Linked DNA regions of Danio rerio: all the other regions are linked to region 2. A link is a contact called in public Hi-C and HiChIP or PLAC-seq data. All regions are on one chromosome and are shown on one strand. The core of a region is the stretch at or near the end of the contact, and the rest is flanking DNA. Distances in the headings are between cores, read along the strand shown.

Region 1 (3,502 bases), core at 357-2,856, 350 kb before region 2:
TTTATTTTCATTCATTAAACGTACATGGAGACCAGGGGCAGCCAAATATTAAGTTTAAATTCTGTTTAGCCCAGTGTATTGCTTGATCCAACAGCAAGGGTACAATGTTAAATACAAGTATAAAATGTTATGAGCTTGTTTACTTTCAATCACTTCCAGAGGTAGTCAAAACAAGAATGGGTCTCTCTGATCTACTTTGATCTGATTGATCAAAGCACATTTAATAGATTTAATAAACAAGATCTCTCTGTGTTCCATGCAAGAAACAAGCATGCAGGTTTGAAATGACATGACAGTAAATGATGAAATAAATAAAAATAATGTGGCTAACTATCTTTGTAACACACGATCTGTGATATCTTGTTTGGACAAAAGAATGAAGATCACACAATCACATGCAGACTAACTTGGGCTCCATTGCATAGGTATTTCTTTAAACATAATTAGCTGTTATAGTGTTTGTTTTGTGTATTGCCATGTATTAATATATATTTGATTATTTTAATGTAAAAACAGGCATATGTAAGTGAAAACTGTTCTATTTTCACATGAAGTAGTAGCATTGTTTGCATTGAGTCTCACATTTTGTAAACATGACGTCCACGAGGGGGCGACCCGCCATATGTATAAAAAGAGTATTTAAATTATAAAACTGGAAACTTCATCTTATGCGAGTGTATATATTTTTCAATGTTATTCTCGTTTGTTCTTCAAGTTAATTGCTCAATACTTTTATTTACAAAAAAAAATCACGTGCACATTTAAACCAACTAACACAAGTGTTATGAGAGTTGAGCTGATTTCAGCAAGCACACTATTCTGATATGCAGCATCTCCAATTTAGCTACAGTATGTCTTGATTAGCTGTGTTCTGTCTGGCATGGAGGGGTTGTGCAACTTATTTGGCGGGATACATCTGATGGTGAAACTTTCATTCATAAAGACCAGCTGCCCGACTCTGTCCAAGGCACGTCCATAAAATGGCTGAGACTTCACAGCGGATTTAAACAAGAACATATGTAAAAATATCGCTTCGTTTTAAAAACTTACGTAATTTTTTCCACATGGCATGGTGACAAGTGATGAACCCTTTTCGCAGAGCAGCGCACACCTCGTCGTCGTCCTCGGACCAAAACCCTCTTTGTTTTTTGATGTGATCCCACAAATGGTCGCGAGCAAAGCGTGCGGCGTCCGGACCCCCATGTCCATCGAACACCGCAAACAGAGCCACGGCGCGCGGCCGACGGGCGTGTACGGACGAGGGCATCGACGCATGCTGAAGAGTAGAGATTGGCTCGTCGTCTTGAATATACGTAACCGTGATAGATCCGGGGATGGAGTCTTGAATTGAAGCGTCAGGGTTTGGGTCTTTTGCTGGTGCCTCGACCTCGCCACGTTCGGCGGCGTCCAGTTCATCCTCACTCGGCTCATCCTCCTGCTTCATCGTTACTAGGTCCTCCATGTATTTCCGACCGCCCTGGTCGTAATAAATACTTGCTCGGCATGAAAATATCCCATCCATGATTCGATCGAACAAGAAAGGACGGTAGAACAGTAACGTTGAATACTAGGCAGGATTCAGGCCGGGTGCGCGCTTTCCTCTTTGTTTACCTCCGATGTTGTGAGCATGCGCAGAAACACCATGACAATTGTCGGGTCATTGGAAGTCTTTAGATCTGTGACCCATAATTTGAAGGAGAATAGTCCCTTTTCTTCGTCTGATACGGTTTAATGGCGGCTGACAAGCCAACAAGAAGCCTTGAGACTGTAATAACAAAAAGTGGAACTAGTTTAAAATATCTATCTATCTATCTATCTATCTATCTATCTATCTATCTATCTATCTATCTATCTATCTATCTATCTATCTTTGAGGTTGTAAATACAGCACTAATAAGCATTAAACTGTCCTCGTATCAGCATTTTTTTAAATATATATATAATTAGAAGTTGTATTACGTTTATTAAAATTTTATATTATTCATTTGTTATATTACAGTATTGCATGTATTACAGCAGGCTGACATGGGTGAGATGGTTTTGATTGTTGTTTTGTGTGTGTGGAAATGTTTAGGGTTTTACCTCGCTGAGAGATTCATAACAACAAATGTAGCAATTGATTTTGTCTCCTTTAAGTTGTATTTATATATAACGGTCACATAATACTGCCTTTACGTATGGGGACTGTGTTTCATTTAAATAAGGTGATTTGCAATTATTCTAAATAAAATTTTCAACTGTATATTGGTTTAAGCCATTCATTTAAGTTACAGCATGTTTTGTTTTTTTGTGCTTATTTGTCTTAGGTCAGTGTCACGTGGTGATTGAAAGTTACTGTTATTCAGAATAAATACAGAGCTTATTGTGATGATAAATATTTTTAGGTTATTGGGGTATATGCAGACTTTTAATTTTCAGCCAGCCCGGCGACTTCCGGTGAACTGTCAATACCGTCACGTTTAAGATCTGTTTTGATTAAAAAAAATAGATATATTATCTAATAGATATTTGAAATAAAGTGGGTCCCAGACTGGACAAGAAGCACTAAATTATTTTTTCCTTGCTATCACTTTAAAATATGAACCTTTATTTTACCTTCTTGAATGGAGTTCATGTGCTAGCATGCTGGTACTGACGACGGTTACACGGTTTATCATCTTGTTTTATGCTTGAACAACTAAATGAATTCTTACATTTATTTAACTGATAGTATGTTAATTACATTATAATTTCAAAACTGTTAAAGGAACCTTATAAACTTTTAAACTGTCACATTAACCTTTCACCGGAAGTTTACCGTTGGCTAAAAAACACTAGCTGTGCATATGGCCCATTGAATGAGTTCATTTAATTTTGCACGGACAGATGGGGATCTGCTTTGAGAATCCTTGTCCAGCAGATGGTGCAGTAAGCCTAAAAGAGACACAGTTTTTAGAACCCAATTTTCCCAGGATCTTACTCAAATACATTTCTAACACCATTACTTTAAACTGAATTTATTCATTAATTCTTTTGTTTCCATTTAACTTTAGTAAAATGAATTTCTAACATCATTAGCTACAAATGTACATTTTATGCATTTTTCTGCGGCTATGAGACTTTAGTACGTCTGTTACTGCGTAGACATTTTCTTTAACATTTATTACATTTTATTTAAACATTTATTTAATTATTTTACTTTTGAACTTTAAATGTGTGGGAAATAAAACTACTCAAAATCTGCGCTATGACTTTTATTTTGAAATTCTTCCTCTTTTCATGACTTATCTGGAAGTGGAAGCTTTTGTGAGCGGAAGTACATTAAGTAATAGTCGGTCTTCGTTGATCGAGTGCACCTTACAAGTCACTTCAAGGGGTGCTGCGCTTACCAGAGGTAAAACAGTGCCTAATTGTAGAGCTGTAATGTATACTTTTATACATACAGGAGTTATTAGTGATTTTCAAATGTAACGTTATTTTAGATTTTTTAAAATAAATAAAAACGACGAGAGCTCGGCTGAAT
Region 2 (3,922 bases), core at 223-2,722:
GTACTGTACACTTTGTGTTTGTTATCTTCATTCTGAATTACACATGCACAATATTATCAGCTAATCGGTTTTCAAATCAAATGCTTCTGAAAGAAACTTGTTTTCTAAAAACTGCTGTAACCAGTTATTGAATACCTATTGCCCATAATTTATTTTAAATCACCCAGAACTGCCATGGTTAGCGTTATATCTTATGAATGTAACACTGATGGAAAATCATGTTCTCAGCAGTTCATCACAACTCAGCAAGGGAAAGAGATAGGTTGTGCAAGGAAGGTGTTCATATTGAATCTCTTATCCAATATGACTATATTTAAAAAAATGACTACATTTAACAACCCCTTGAATTGAATTTAGGTAAGTTAGCATCTAGTTTGACTTTGCTTTATAATAAATGAAAAGAAAAACTAATTACTGTGCTATTATGCTGTTTCCTTTTAAATATATATTGGAAATAATGTCCTACTGTAGTATTTAAACTTCATTAGTATTCAAACATCACTGTGAAGTTACTTCAATGTAACCATAGGCCAAATGCTTACTTAAAGGGATAGTTCACCCAAAACTCAAAAATCTGTCATCATTTACTCACCCTTCACTTGTTTCAAATCTATTTAAGTTTAATGTTTCTGTCGAACACAAAAGATTTTACATTTTAAAAATGTTTAAAAATGTTTTTAAACTCCTGTCCTCAGACTTCCATGGTATTTGTTTTTCCTACTATGAAAGTAAATGTGTACAGGTTTCTAATATTTTTCATGAAGTGTTTGTTTGTGAAGAAAAAAATAAACCCATAAGGTTTAAAACCACGAGAGTGACGTAATTTTCATATTTGTGTGAACTATAACTTTAGCACACATAATGCCCACAAACAGATGCCATTTAAATGTCAATTATTATTTATTTATCAAACACCACCACAACTATAAGGATCAAACAAATATTTACAAATTATATTCAGATACACATAGGCTACAAAATAAACTGCCAGTTACGTGGGCCAACCACAGCTTTATACACATAGGCTACAAAATAAACTGCCAGTTACGTGGGCCAACCACAAATTAAAAAGCTGAGATCAAATCAAAGTGAGTTAGCTAACATTTACTTTACTGTAATATGTTATGTGTGACTGCAGTGATGTTTGTAAAGTGTGAAAGTTAAACTGGTGTACATGCCATCCCTTTCCTTCACGAGGTCTATGTAAACTAAAATGACGTACTTACCACGGGAAAAGCTAATGTACACATGCTTACAAATTCTCTCGTATAGTCCACTGGTAAAAAACTAAAACACCTAGAGCACCATCCACATCTGGAAGAGTTTTCTGCTTCGTTCATTCTTTCGTTCATCCTGAGGAAAAGTTTGATGGCTGATTCACAGAAAGCTGAAACTCGTTCCTTTAGAAAGCTAAGCAAGCTAATAACGTCTTATCTCTGTAGTGTTAAATATAAAGTTCAACTTCAAGAGTTAATTATTTTCAGTGCTGTCACTATAAATGAGTCACGGTTACGTAATCCAAAATAGGCGGATCGAACTGATCGTTACCTTGGCTACTTGATTTGTGTATGCCGGTGTTAAATATCGATACGTTATAAGTTGTTTAATAGGCATTTTATTATTAGATTGTTTTCCATAATAATTCCATATGAAGGTTTAAAGTGGACGTGTTTTGTTAGCAGAGAATTGTGAACGGTAGGAACCATTGCTTGGGCTCATTTCAGCTCGCGCAGAAATACTGCATCACACAAACAGCACAGAGAAGTCAGATAGCAAAGTCAGCAGCACTTCCAGCTGGGAGAGAGTACATAACTTATAATGTTATCTTCTTAACATACACCCACAGTGTAAATAGTGACATTTAATAAAACAAATGCGATCATCAGACTTTCCTAATTTAGCCTGGAGACAGGTAAGAAGCCAGACACCTGTTTGGGGAATGCACAATTTATATTAAGTAAAAAAAGCCGTTAGATTTTGAATGCCATCTTACGCTGGCAAAAATAATACTTGCTGTATTTAATTATTATATTGAGTCAAACAGATTGTAGGCACAAATAAAGTGTACTGTTACCAGTAGGTGGAGCTATTTATCCTAAAGTTGTTATTAGTTGCTATGCTAAAGTTAAGTTTCAGTATAATTTCTGAGCTGATTTACTGTAAATGTAAAATTTGATCGAGCAACAGTTGTAGTTTTTATTATAGTTTGAATTAGATTAGTCTTTATATTTTAATTTTTAATTTAAGTAATTTTTATGTCTATATAGTTTTTATTAGTTTCAGATTTAGTTATGTAGTTTAAACTGAAGAAAATAAAATAATGTTTTAATATATATTTTAAAGTAATTAATTTTAATTAACAAAAATGAGTTCAGTTGTATGCTTAATTTATGGTTTCATTCATTTATCATTTATTCTTTTTTTTTCTTCAGCTTAGTCCCTTTATTAATCGGAGGTCGCCACAGCGAAATGAACCACCAACTTATCCACATATGTTTTATGCAGTAGATGCCCTTCCAGTCGCAACCCATCACTGGGAATCATCCACACACACTCATTCACACACATACACTATGGTTTATTTAGCCTACCAAATTTACCTATACCGCATGTCTTTGGACTTGTGGGGGAAACCGGAGCACCTGGAGGAAACCCATGAAAACATGGGGAGTAAATGCAAACTCCACACAGAAATGTCAACTTACCCAGCCCAGGCTCGAACCAGCGACCCTCTTGTTGTGAGGCGAACGTACCACCCACTGCAGCCATATGTAAATTTAGTTACCAATAATTTATAATGTACATAATAAAAGTTCTGGCATTATATAATTTATATATATCTTTATATCTATAGCAAATATGAAAAACCAAAAAAAATAAACAATAATAAATCTAAACACGTACAACAAGGTGTGTAAACAGGGCTTTTGGGGATCTTAAATAGTTCTTCAAAAGTCTACAATTATCCATTTGCAATTTAAAGACTTTAAATGGTCTTAAAACTAAAATGTTGTTAAATGTTGCATGCACTGCTAAAAATCTTCCTCTGTATTTTTTGTTTTGCAATACAATATCTAAACACAGAATAGTTTACTCACCCTTCACTTGTTTACAAATTGCAAAAAAGTTGCAAGTTTTTTTGTTTGTTTGTTGAAAACAAAAGAAGAAGATATTATGAAGAAAACTGTAAAACAGTAACAATTGACATCCATTGTATTTGGTTTCAGCCTTTCAGCTTTTTTTTTTTTTTCAAAACATCTTGAACTATCCCATTTTTGCTTGAGATCCAAATTGAATAAATATATATACATTTAAAGTCAGAAATATTAGCCCCCCTTTGAATTATTTTTTCTATTTTAAATATTACAGAGCAAGGAAATATTCACAGTATGTCTGATTTTTTTTCTGGAGAAAGTCTTTTTGTTTTGTTTTTTGGCTAGAATAAAAGCATTTCTTTTTTTTTTTTTTTAAATATTTTAAAGTCAAAATGATTAGCCCTTTTAATCTACAAACCATTGTTATACAATAACTTGACTAATTACCTTAACCTGCCTAGTTAACCTAATTAACCTAGTTAAGCCTTTAAATGTCACTTTAAGCTGTATAGAACTACTTGAAAAACATCTAGTAAAATATTATTTACTAACTAACATCATGTAAGAGATAAAGTAAATCAGTTATTGGAAGAGAGTTATTGTTTAGAAATGTGTTGAAAAAGTCTTCTCTCTGTTAAACGGGGGCTAATAATTTTACTTGTGAGTGTATATATAGTTTTCTTAGGAATTTAACAAAACTACATGAATTACCTGTTAATGGGGTTTGAAAAAAATCTTTATTATTAAGTATTTATTTTTTCAGGGCGAGGCAGTGGCGCAGCAGGTAGTGCTGTCGCCTCACAGCAAGAAGGTCGCTGGTTCGAACC
Region 3 (3,980 bases), core at 216-2,715, 260 kb before region 2:
ACAATATAATGTGTGTAACAATACTTACAGTTAACTTACCTTTTTCATAAAAAATAGGAAATTCTTCTGACCTTATACAGGTTAGTAGAAAACTCTGACTATATTTAGTTCACACACAAAATTTAGGGCTGCACAATATATATCAATTAAGAAACTTTGTTTATGTGCCAGGAATTTGTGTGTTGTGTGAAAAAGTTTTCTTAGGGATTTATTATCCAAAGTTGACGAATACGATGAGGCTTTGCTCTCTGAATACCGGTTTCTCCAGACAGACCCAAAGTCCAAAAGTGGATAACAATCAGAGGTTTCAGTCCCTCATTGTTTAAATGTCTTGAATATCTGACATATTCAGAGAATACAAAAAAAAAGAAGAAGAATATATATATATATATATATACACACACATGTCATCAAACATATTTAGAAAAAAATAAGATTCAGATAATACAATAAAATTCAAACCAAAAATTGAAAAAAATTACAAACTACAAAATTTCAACAACATTTTGTATATTTTTGGTTTTGTTTAAAAAATATTTTCCCTAACATAAATTTGAGCCAATAAATGTTTATTGTAAAGTATTTTGCTAGATTAGCTCCAGATTTGGCTTTGTTACTGATTAATCTACAGTATATGCACAAATATAATATTCTAAAGCTTCCAATAGAAAATATGATTTTAAATGAGAGATTTGTCAGGGGTATACTTATATACGCCGAGCACTGTATATATATATATATATATATATATATATATATATATATATATATATATATATATATATATATTGTCTGTGTGTGGTAGTATGATCATTGCATATATTTTTTAAAATTGCTGAAATAAGATTTAGCTAGAAATAGTATTGCAATAGTAACACATGTCACACATTTTCTAAATATTATACTGATATAGGCTACATAAAAAATAATTAAACTAATTGAATTAAACATTGAATTGTAAAGTAGAAATGCTAATGTCTTGAAAGCATACTACAATTTATCATGTTTTATTAACAGAGCAATGTTAAACAGTGATGGCCTCGTTTTCGTTCCAAAATGGCACGTCTTGCGTGAAATCAACAAATCGGTCATCGATTTAATGTATTTTTCTGTTTTGTTTACTTAGTTAGCTTCTCTGACTTTAAAAATCACACCCTAGTTGACACAGTACTAATACAATGATGATCATAGGCAACTTTATTTTAACTTGTGTTTAGTTCTGGGACTGCAAAAATGATTTTACCTGTCAATAAAATGTCATTTATATCCTTAAGGAGGCGCTAGTGTAATATTTTTAAGTACAAAACTGAATAAATAAGTATCTAATAGATGACAGCGGGTGGTCTGGAGTCTGCATGAATACGCTTGGCGTTTTCCAAGTTGACTGCAGCTCGCGCAGAGCCACTGGAGGCAGTCGAACATCACATCTCGAGCTCAACAGGAGAAGACAACAGCAAAGTCTGCACACATACAAACAGCCCCAAGTCCGCGCGTACTTCAACACGAGGATTTCTCTCCGCGTTCATGGATACTCCCACATTCACATGTCATCTCCACAGCATCTTCAGCCATGAAACGCGCGTAGACTTTAAATCGCTTCTCCCGCGCGCAGACAAGGACAGAGAGAAGAGACGTGCGTACTGTCCAAACTAACTGCAAAGACGCAGGATGGCTAAAGAGACCAGAGGGAAAGGTAAGAGACGTCTGTGTGTGCCTTCTGTGTGTGCTGTGACATCTCCGGGATTGACCTGCAGCCGGCAGAACGAGTGGACAGTCAGTTCGCTCTCCTCACTTTCCGCGTCAATCTGTTGGAATGCACGATGAACCAGGGCTACGTCTTAAAAACCTAGTCAGCTGCCTACATACTACATAGACAACGTTTTTGGGGCGTCATGGGTGCATTCCATTGCGTATGACCAGCCGGATTATGTCTTGGTTTTGACAGGCGGCGTAAACGTTGGGATTTTTCCCGTCTTCATACAAAGTGGTCTTGTTTTCTGATGTTAAATGCTTTATGGATCTAGGGCAGGAAATGTCAAACATATTTGACCCGCCTCAGACCCCCTACCCAGACTCTCAGGCATTCAAGTGACCCCTAATACAAAAATATTAGGATTTAGTTTTTTTTTTTAACCTGACCAATGTTTATTTACTGATCATTACATGAAGAATCAGTCATAATTCCTGCACTGTTTTGCTTTTTAATACAAGACTTCAACCTTTAAAGTGTTTCTAATTTAGCCTACTTGATGCGATAGTGACTTGAAATTGAACAAATTTGTAAACTTATTTCTGCTAAGTTACTTGTAAGTAGATATTTGATGTTCATTACTGATTTCTCAGCTAGAAGATCGAATATTAAAGAACCAGATCAGTAGAAAAATCAACATTAGATGAAAATTATGTTTCTTTTTGTACAATTTTAATATATGACATAAACGAACATCAGATATTACTCTGTAATGTTCTTTATTTTGTATTTCAGTCATCAGTCCTCAGGCTACCAGATTTAGCAACTGATATATTAATGTTTTATTTAATTTAGATGAACAAAAAATGAGCTTGTAATGAAATCTGTGTCCAGATGTGAGTTAAGTGCATATTCTTTCATGTAATATTTTCCCTCAGGTTTTTTGTGACAACACATAGCCTATAATTCAAGCTATCATCTGACCATTTCAAGTCTCATCTGACTGCTTTTTTTCCTTCCAAACGGTGGTTTCTTATGACTGTACATTTAGTACATCTTTGACCTAATTTAATTACAGCTCAGCTGGAAGGTGATGATCCATTAGTCAGCTTTTTTCTCCACTAGTCTGCTTTAATGAACGAAGAGTGTAGCATGAAATTAACTTAAAACCAGACAAAATGTGGTCTTCAAAAACCTATAAGCCCTTCAGAGTGCATGCTTTACATGTCAAGTGATTTAGAGAGGTGTGTCTGTATGCATTCAGTGTTGCACCTAATCTGTTCCTGTGAAAAGGTGGATTGGCCACAGTGAGAGGAACTAATCAAAGAGATGCCTGATACAATTCAAGAAAGCCTAAATGTTGAAAGAGGCTGATGGGAGAGGCGAAGTCTTCAAGTTGCACATCCTGTAGGACTCTCTGATATGATTGCTTTGAGTCTAGGGCTGTACAGAGCATCTCAAAATGCATACATCCACTTTAATCTATTTATTGCATCACATCCAGTCCAAGATGTCAGATAAATTATTGATCTGGGAGAAGGCTTACCCTTTGCATTTTATGATTCGAAATGAAGGTTAGCAATTAATGTGGTTCTGCTGTGTTTTTCTGATAGTGTGATTCACTTTGGCGACTGAGGTATACAGATGGAGGATATTCTTTATATATTTAATTTTAATCAGCTTCAATTTTAATCAGCTACCATGCTTAAAGGAGTAACCCAGAAATGAGTCTTGCATATAGCCAGATTGCATATTGCAAGATTAAAGCAATCAACCACATTATTTTGTTATTGTCACGTTTAGGGGCATAAAAATGTAATGTCTAAAATAACAGCTTGGTATACACTGGCCACTTTATTAGGTGTATTTACTAGTACCAGGTTGGACCCGTTTTTCCTTTAAAATTGCTTTAATCCTTAGTGGCATAGATTCAACAAGGTACTGGAAATATTTCTCAGACATTCTGCTCCATATTGACATGATAGCATCATGCAATTGTTGCAGATTTGTCAGCTGCTCATCCATATTGTGAATCACCTATTCCACCACATCCTAAAAGTGCTCTATTAGATTGAGATCTGGTGACTGTGGAGGCCATTTGAGTACAGTGAGCGCTTAATGACATGGTGTGTTATCCTACTGGAAGTAGGCTGTAGTGTTGACATGCTGCTCACCAAAGTGTGCCAAGAAAATATCCCCCACACCACCACTACCAGCCTGAACCGTCGGATGGATCTATGCTTTCATGTTGTTGATGCCAAATTCTGCCTCTGCCATCCCAATGTCGCAG

The links. A called contact is a pair of places that touch in the nucleus more often than the background predicts. HiChIP or PLAC-seq counts read pairs in DNA pulled down with a chosen protein or histone mark.
Region 1: a contact with region 2 is called in an H3K4me3 HiChIP or PLAC-seq map of embryo, with 2.8 times the contacts expected there. The contact joins the promoter of ppm1da here to the promoter of slc47a3 in region 2. A contact is called at or near these places in 1 of 18 Hi-C or Micro-C datasets (an unstated tissue) and 1 of 4 datasets of contacts at active chromatin or transcription factors (embryo).
Region 3: a contact with region 2 is called in a Hi-C map of an unstated tissue, with 2.3 times the contacts expected there. The contact joins the promoter of pitpnm3 here to the promoter of slc47a3 in region 2. A contact is called at or near these places in 1 of 18 Hi-C or Micro-C datasets (an unstated tissue) and 1 of 4 datasets of contacts at active chromatin or transcription factors (caudal fin).

What each region holds. Positions count from the first base shown.
Region 1 is chr15:29,429,023-29,432,524 of GRCz12tu, reverse strand. It overlaps ppm1da (protein phosphatase, Mg2+/Mn2+ dependent, 1Da), which reads right to left and starts at 1,606. Exons shown (of 6, transcript NM_201090.2): 1 at 1,051-1,606. The coding sequence starts at 1,522. ccdc9 (coiled-coil domain containing 9) reads left to right here and starts at 3,273. Exons shown (of 15, transcript NM_001075106.2): 1 at 3,273-3,373.
Region 2 is chr15:29,079,517-29,083,438 of GRCz12tu, reverse strand. It overlaps slc47a3 (solute carrier family 47 member 3), which reads right to left and starts at 1,472. Exons shown (of 17, transcript XM_005157658.6): 1 at 1,227-1,472. The coding sequence starts at 1,352.
Region 3 is chr15:29,339,005-29,342,984 of GRCz12tu, reverse strand. pitpnm3 (PITPNM family member 3) reads left to right here and starts at 1,465. Exons shown (of 21, transcript XM_073923775.1): 1 at 1,465-1,693. The coding sequence starts at 1,669.